2 separate regions of the Gossypium hirsutum genome follow, and region 1 is linked to region 2. A link is a contact called in public Hi-C data. All regions are on one chromosome and are shown on one strand. The core of a region is the stretch at or near the end of the contact, and the rest is flanking DNA. Distances in the headings are between cores, read along the strand shown. Region 1 has its middle 4.0 kb from the start of LOC107889115. Region 2 holds the start of LOC107889113.

Region 1 (3,878 bases), core at 314-2,813, 110 kb before region 2:
AGAGGGACAGCCATGGTTATTTAGGAAGAACTTAGTACTCTTTGATCGGTTAACTTCATCAATGGAAAGGAGTCAAATTAGGCTTACTTCATCCCCATATTGGATTAAGATTGGCCCATGCTCACCAGAATTTGACAAAAAAGACTTGATGCATGCTGTTGGGGCTACTTTTGGAGGTATTATGAGATCTGAAATTAATGGAGAATTCTACCGTATTAAAGTTCAATTAGAAGTGCTAAAGCCCTTGCGCAGGGGTATTTTCGTTTCAACAGGAAAGTATTGTAAGTCCTAGATTCCTTTTAAATATGAAAAATTACCAAATTTTTGCTTTGGTTGTGGTATGCTAGGGCACGGGCTCTTTGAATGTCTTAAGTCTACACCTACAGAAAAAAAACAAATTCAAAGATGATCCTCCTTTTTCTTTAGCACTAAAAGCAGAAGTAAATTTTATTGGAAAGGAGAGTCTAAAGTTTAATGCCCTTTCAAAGAAGATAAAGTCTCAATGTTCATATACAGGTGATATAGAGAGAATCTCTGAGCCAAATTTTCAAGAGACGGGGAACAGTGCTACTGCCCACAGAAGTCAGGATAATGCGCATCTTACAGGACAGGAGAATACGATAGTGTTATAGGAGGAAGCGATAATTAGCAAAGGAAAAGAGAATGGGGAAATTAATAATCAAGGACTATCGAAACCAGCCAAAAAGCCAAGATGGAAGAGGCTAGAGGCAGCAAGAGAGATGGAAAGTGGTAACAAAGAGAGTATATTGAGGAAGAGGAAATCGGAGGATATAGAAATTGTAGATGACGAAAACAGAAAATCTTGTGAAACAGAAGCAAAAAGAGTGAAATATGTTGATTAAGACTTTCACAATGACGGAGACACACTTTTGACGGCAGAAATTCTAAAGTAAAGTGGTATTACCATTCAAAATAGATCGGCCGCTGCCAGATGGCAAGCCGACCGGACACAATGAAAACCATTTGTTGGAACGTCCGTGGATTGGGGAGTCCACGGGCAGCAAGAAGGCTTCGATTTTTGCTAAAGTAACATAAACCCTAAATAGTTTTCCTTATGGAAACCAAAATTGATGGTAAGCGTATGGAAAGAATTATGAGGAAATGTGGTTTTGAGAATGAGATTGATGTAGGAGCAGAAGGCTCTAGAGGTGGAATTTCTATGGCATGGAAAGCTGGAATTACGATTCGGCTAAACAATTTCTCAAAAAACCATATTGATGTGCTGGTAAAGGAGAATAATGTCAATCAAGAGTGGAGATTTACAGGGTTCTATGGCTCGCATTATGTTACCAATAAGGATGACTCGTGGAATTTGTTAAGGAGGTTGGGTCAAAATCAAAATCACCCATGGCTGGTATGTGGTGATTTTAATGAAATAATGTATTCTTTTGAAAAAGTGGAGGTCAACTGAGGGAGGAAAAAAGAATGGAAGCTTTCCGTGAGGTTTTAGATGAATGTCAATTAATGGATGTGGGGTATTCAGGGGTTTGGTTTACATAAGAGAGAGGGAACCTACCGGAAACAAATATTAAAGAGCGACTAGATAGAGGCGTGGCAAACTAAAAATGGATGCATCTTTTCTCAAAAGGAGCTATTCATCACTTGGTACATTCGATTTCAGAACATTGTCCACTACTTATTAATAATGACAAGGACAAGACTTTTAAAGGGAGTCAAAGCTTTAAGTTTGAGGAATGGTGGATAATAGAGGAATTTATTAAACAAGAGATTAAAAACTCGTGGGAGTCATCGAATGGAGATATTGTCGATAAATTTGAAAGGTTACAGATTGGTTTGACTAGGTGGGCTAGGTCCATAAAAAAGGGTAGAGACAGGTTAAAGAATAAGCTCATGAAAGAACTTGAGGAGTTCCTGGCAAGTGATAGGGATGATGACATAATGGAAAAGCTGATTGATACTAGAATTCAACTCAACATGGAAATCGACAAAGATGAAATGTACTGGGAACAGAGGGCAAGAGCAAATTGGTTTCAACTAGGAGATAAAAATTCTACTTTTTTTCCACAAATATGCCTCAGTTCGTAGACGAATTAACACTATTACTAGGTTGGAAACTGAAGATGGGAGGGATATTTCTGGGGAAACAACAATTAATGAGGCAGCTTCAAATTATTTCCAGAACTTATTTTCTTCACAGGGAATTGATTGTTTATCCCACCTTCTAAAAGGTATTAATTCTACTATTTCATCTGATATCAATGCAGATTTATTAGTACCTTTTACAGCAGAAGAGGTAATTTTAGCTTTGAAAGGAATGGGGCCCATTAAAGTACCAGGTTATGACGGTTTTCCAGTATTTTTTTCAAAAATTTTGGCATATTATAGGTAAAAATGTTGAAAAATTTTGTTTGGGTATTCTTAGTGATGGAAGGGATCTCGACTCTCTAAACCTTACAGACATTGTGCTTATTCCTAAATTGCCAAATCCCACAAGCCTTGTTAATTTCAGACCTATCAGTTTATGCACAGTTTTATACAAAATTGTGGCAAAAGCAATTGCTAATCGTCTTCAAGAAGTTATTGGGAGATGCATTGACAAGGCTCAAAGTGCTTTTATTCCCGGAAGGCTAATTACTGACAACGTGCTTGTGGCTTATGAACTCTTACATACACTACGTCAAAAATGTATTGGGAAAAAATGATTTATGGCAGTTAAACTAGATATGAGTAAGACTTATGACAGAGTTGAGTGGGCTTTTCTAAAGGAAGTTATAATTCAAATGGGAGTTGCAGTGGAGTGGGTGAATTTAATCATGAAGTGCATCTCCACAGTCTCGTACACAATGAATATCAATGGAAGAAGAGGAGATGTTTTTAAACCTACTAGAGGGCTTCGCCAGGGTAACCTGCTTAGCCCTTTCCTATTCTTGATATGCAATGAAGGACTCTCATCGCTGATAAGAATGTCAACTATTGAGGGATCAATGAAGGGAGTGAGGGCTAGTAGAAGAGGACCGAAGATATCACACCTGCTTTTTGCAGATGATTATATATTGTTTGGTGAAGCACCACATAAAGGGGCCAGAATTTTAAAAGAAATTTTGACAGAATATGAACAGTGCTTAGACCAATGTGTGAATTTTGGCAAATCGATAATTTTTTACAGTTCAAAGATAACCGAAAGGGACAAAGAAGAAACTTTGAGCTTGCTAGGTGTTCGATGCTCCACAAATTTGGAAAAATATCTAGGACTACCTAATGTTGTTGCAGGCGAAAGAAGGACGCTTTTCAAAATCTCAAAGATAAAGTTAAGTTGAGAATTGACAACTGGAGTACAAGGTTGTTGTCGCAAGGGGGAAAGGAGGTCTTTATAAAATCTGTTCTCCAGGCAATTCCATCCTATGCTATGTCTTGTTTCCTTTTACCAAAATTGTTATGTGGAGAGTTGGAAAATATTTTCGCAAAATTCTAGTGGCAAAAAGGTCTGGGGAGGAAAGGGATACATTGGTGTCAATGGAAATTTATGTGTCGGTCGAAAGAGAAGGGGGAAATGGGCTTTAGAAATATTGCGCAATTTAATATTTCACTACTAGCTAAACAGGGATGGAGGCTTATTACAAATCAGGATTCCTTAGTTACGCAAGTTTTTAAAGTAAAATGTTTTTCGAACGATAATTTTTTAAATTCTCATTTGGGAAAAACCAATTCTTATATATGAAAAAACATGTGAACAGCGAAGGGTGTTTTGAAAAAAGGTATGTGTTGAAAGGTTAGTTCAGGTACAAGTATCTATATCAATGCTGATGCTTGGATTCCAGATGTCGTTAACTTTAGGTTATCTTCAGTTGTTAATTCTATTCAAGATGTAAAGGTCGACGCGTTAATCAACAGTAATG
Region 2 (4,481 bases), core at 1,879-4,378:
TACGGAAGTCCAGGCCGTGTTTATTTCACATGTTGGTCCATTTTCTCCATTTTCGGTCCGTTTCTCACTCTTTTTACTGTCCTATGCTCACCTAAGTATAAAACATGAAATTAAAGGATTAGGAGCATTGAATTCACCAAATCTAAGGATAATTCATCCAAAAATATGCTAACATGGGGTAAAAATATGTATAAATTACGATTTATCAAGCAATACCCATATCTATTTTTTTAATGAGGGAAGTGTTGTAACACCCTAAAATTCTTATTTTTGAATTGTAAAATCATGTCAAGGAAATTAATCTGTTGCAGTGGCTAAATGTTAGTTATATGTGCCTGAGATCTTGTGTTCAAATCATTTTCCTTGAATTTTTACTATTTTTGTCCCAACCCCTGACTTGGAACATCTGGCTTATCATGAAATTTTGTGTAGTTACTGATAAGAGTGAGCCTATTAGTTCAGTGATAAGGCTTCAATTTACCTAGAGGTCTTGTGTTCAAATCCTATTGTGTGCAAAAGAAGAATTCTATTTTCTTCTCGCTGTTTGTGTAGAATTCTTTTTTCTTCTCGCTGTTTGTGTCGCCCTAGTAGTTAGAAATTGGGTTGAATTCAATTTTTAGGGAAATATGATAAGATAGTTATTAGTGGGATATTGGTAGTTTTTTAAAAAAATTCTTTTTGAAAATTATCCCAAAAATCTTTCCCACTTTCCACTCTCACGTCCCCCACTACTCTCATTTTCCATTTTTCGGTTACTTTTCCTTTTTTTCTCTACCACATTTCTTTGGTTATCGTCCCCTTGTCTTTTGTTTTCTTTTTGTTTTGTTAATTATTACCTTGCCTTTGTATTGCCACCAACTCTGTAATGTTACTCCTTTGTGTCATGTGTTCGAGTGGGGAATAGAATTATCATCGCAGTATAAGTTTTATACTATCTATATCCTCTCTTTTGTAAGTTTATATAGTTTTCCCATGCAAGGTAGGTAATTTTAGTGATATGAAAATCCTCGTTCTAATTGGTTCAGTAAATATTTTAGGTGATGGTGGTGGAGTGGTTAATTTTTCAATGATCTAGGTGTTGTTAGGTCATTGTTGTTTTGAGTAAGTGATTGAATACCTTAGTTTAGGGGCTGGTTCGTAAGAGCCATTCTTTTAGCTAAAAAGTTGGAATGGGCAAAGACCGAGTTTTTTCAACTTGGTTTTTTGTGCAATCTTATTTATTTTTTGAATGGTGATTGTTGTTTGTAGATTTGGGTGCTGTTGTTGTGGCAACAATTTGAAAAACAGACAGGTGTGTAACTCTAATCCCAAAAAATCAGTGAACGGAGTGAAGCCAAAAATGATATTGTCGACACTACATAGTCGTGTGCCAGGCTATGTGAGCAATGCGACCGTGTGTTAGGCCATGTGGGCCACACGAACCTATGGGCCCATTTTAAGTAAAATTAGTTATGGTCGTATTTTTAAAATGCATTTTGAGGTTAGTGATTTTATAGGTTTTGTTAAGTGATGTGCATGTTGTTTGATAAATGAAAACTAATGTTCTATTATGATCACATAAATTCTAAAGGTATGTCTACCTTTCAAAATGTGTTTCTAATATGTAAACTTGTGAGCATTATAAGCATGGTTATTCTGAATATGCCTTAATATATGTTATGTTATTGCATGTGTATTTGGGGTGGGATATGATATGTGATGGAGTAAGTTCTGATAGACAATGTTTTGCAATTTCTAGCCGTAACACTGCAAATTATTGTATTTGGCAGTTAAACACTGCATATATCTAATTCTAGCAGTTTTTTATACTATATCTGGCAGCTTAACTGCATATTTCTATACAATGACATATGATCACTAATTTGGTGTGTGGGGTTTGTAGAAGGCCCATTTCGTCTGGGCCCATAAAGTTATCCAAAAATAAATAAAATAACTTAAAACAAAAAATAATAAATAAAAGTCCATTTACACCAGGTTTTTTTAATAGTCCAAAATAAAAAATAAAATATTAGTCCAGATCACAAAATTCTAGCCCAAACACAAGATAGCCCAAATTTCAAAACCCATTTTACAATAGACCCAACCTAAGACCTAGACCCAACCCAGTTGCTAAAAACCTAAAACAGACCCAATTCCAAGGGCCCAAGGCACACTGGCCCAAATGGCCTGAACAGATGAGATCTGCTGGAAACTCTAGGCCACGAAGCTGCTGCTCATGCGCGCCGTAGCCTCCCCACAAGTGGCCTTCTCCGTACACTTCCACATCAGCAGAACCTGCGAGACGAAACTAAATACAGCAAATAACCAGCAAATAACAGAAAATAGTAAAAAATAATAGTAGAAAATATAGAAGAAAAATGAGGTTGTAATTTCGTTTTCATTTTTTTTGCTATAAAAAGCCAGAGAATCGGTGCAAAGTTTTTATGGATACTGAATAAAAAAAAATCAATAGCAATAAAAAAATCAGATCCAAGGTTTAAAAGGTTGTTTTTCATTCTTTTTCTGGGATTTTCTTTTCAAATTCACGTTTCCTTTATTCCTTCTTTTCGTTTTTTTTACAAACGGATTCTAAATAAAAACTGAAAGAGAAAGGGCTTACCTGTGTTCGCTTCATGGATCTGCGTCAGAGGCGAAGGTGCTGAAGCACCGATGACCCTCCTATGTGGCTCCCTAAAGCAAGGTCGAAACCCTAGCAGAGGAATGGGAAGCATTTTTTTCTTTTCTTTTTTTTTTTTAAACTGAATGACCAAATGAAGTTTAGTTAAAATTTTTTAGATTTATATTGCCTATGGAACGGCACCGTTTTGTGCCTGGAGTTTGAACGTCTAAACGATGTCGTTTCAAGGCCGTGGATCTGCGCGTTGACCCAATACGGAGAGGATCTGCGTGTTTTCCATTAGCGGGCAATTTGCGCATTTCGCCCTTCCTCATTTCTTGGTCTTTCAAATCAATTTATCTTTATTTTTCAATTTTGTCCCATGATTTTATCAGTGATTCATTTGGGTCCGCATCAGAACGACGCGTTTTAAGGGTTAGGGATAATTTCCCAATCAATCCCTATTTTTTGCGCATACATTCAATCTGGATCCTCTTGTTAATTTAATATATAATTTTTAGACTGTAGATTTCGTTTTAATTTCAAATTTGTCCTTAGCTTGTTTTGATTTACTTATTTATCACTTTTCAGTTTTATTATTAATACTTTTATTAAATCCTTCTATATATTATTTATTTCAACTATTTTCTTATTAAATTTCTTTCATGTATATTATTTATATTAAACTTATATATTATTAACTTTAAATATTTGTATATATATTGGTTAGTTTAAACTATTTTCATATATTATTTATTCTATTTCTTTTATGTATTATTTATTTTAAAAATTGTTTTATGATTATTTATTTTAAGATCTTGTGTCTTATTTTTACTAGATTGTTTCACATTTTTATATATATTATTCATTTCAAACTTAATAAATTTAAATTTATATATTAGTTTAAGTTGCTCTTAAATTAATTGTTTTAAATCATTTTATATATTATTGTATTTTAAAACCGTTTTGCACATCAACTATTTTAAATTATTTCATATTATTGCCATTTATAGTATTTATTTTTAATTTGTTTACAATAGTTGTTTTTTAAACTTTTATTTGTTTTTTTTTTATTTCGTTGTTTTAAACCTTTATTTTTTTTTCTCTTTTTTATTACTTATTTTAATCTTTTTTATATCATTTATTTTTTTAGTTTTTTTTGGAGTATATCATTTTGTATCATTTCTAAATATTGAGATTGTATGTTACATATTTATCATCACGGGTATTATAATTCTTGCATTGTGTTTATTAGTTATTTGTGATTCAATATTGTAGCATTTTGCTTGTAAATTACTACTTTACGTTGTATATTATTCCACTGCACTACGTTCGCTCAAAAGGTCGTGTTTTAATATGGTTCCTATTCTGAAATCATTATTATTAAACAAAGAATTTGCTAAAAATAAAGGTAATATTCCATGTTTGGGAATTCGAGAAGTTGTGCCCTAACATGTTGGGTTTCGATTTTCCATTTGACCAACTAACCGAATATTTTTTCAAAATTTTAGTTGTGTTTTCTTAACTTCAAAACAAGGCAATGTTCTGTGTTTGGATATTCGAGAAATCATGCCCTAACGTGCTTGGTTTCGGTTTTCTGTTGGACCAAATAATCGAATATCCTTTTGTAATTTTCAATGTATGAATTTCTGAAAATCAAGAGCCGATCTTGGTTTTGAAGGTCTAAAAGGTCATGTCAAGCAAGAGAATCTTAACATTCAATTCGAGTTATTCAATTTTTTTTCTAAAGGGATTATATTTTAAAATCTTTTCAAATTTTCGACATTAGAACATTAACTAATCAATTAGGTACCAATTTTGGGCACTACGAGGGTGCTAATCCTTCCTCGTATGCAAGCGACTCCCGAACCCGTTTTCACGAATT

The links. Hi-C and Micro-C count contacts between places; a contact is called where the count stands out from the background.
Region 1: a contact with region 2 is called in a Hi-C map of leaf, with 1.8 times the contacts expected there. The contact joins the enhancer-like site here to the promoter of LOC107889113 in region 2. A contact is called at or near these places in 4 of 34 Hi-C or Micro-C datasets (anther, callus and leaf).

What each region holds. Positions count from the first base shown.
Region 1 is chrA09:62,347,711-62,351,588 of Gossypium_hirsutum_v2.1, reverse strand. No RefSeq gene overlaps it. Among protein-coding and RNA genes, the nearest start is that of LOC107889115, 4.0 kb to the right of the region's middle. Within about 2 kb of position 1,563, at least 7 of the 9 cell types and tissues checked have an H3K27ac peak or open chromatin away from gene starts, as enhancers often do. A contact at or near this core is called in leaf, where this site is marked.
Region 2 is chrA09:62,235,357-62,239,837 of Gossypium_hirsutum_v2.1, reverse strand. LOC107889113 reads right to left here and starts at 3,128. Exons shown (of 2, transcript XM_016813435.2): 1 at 2,600-3,128; 2 at 1,948-2,287. The coding sequence starts at 2,614. The coding sequence ends at 2,069.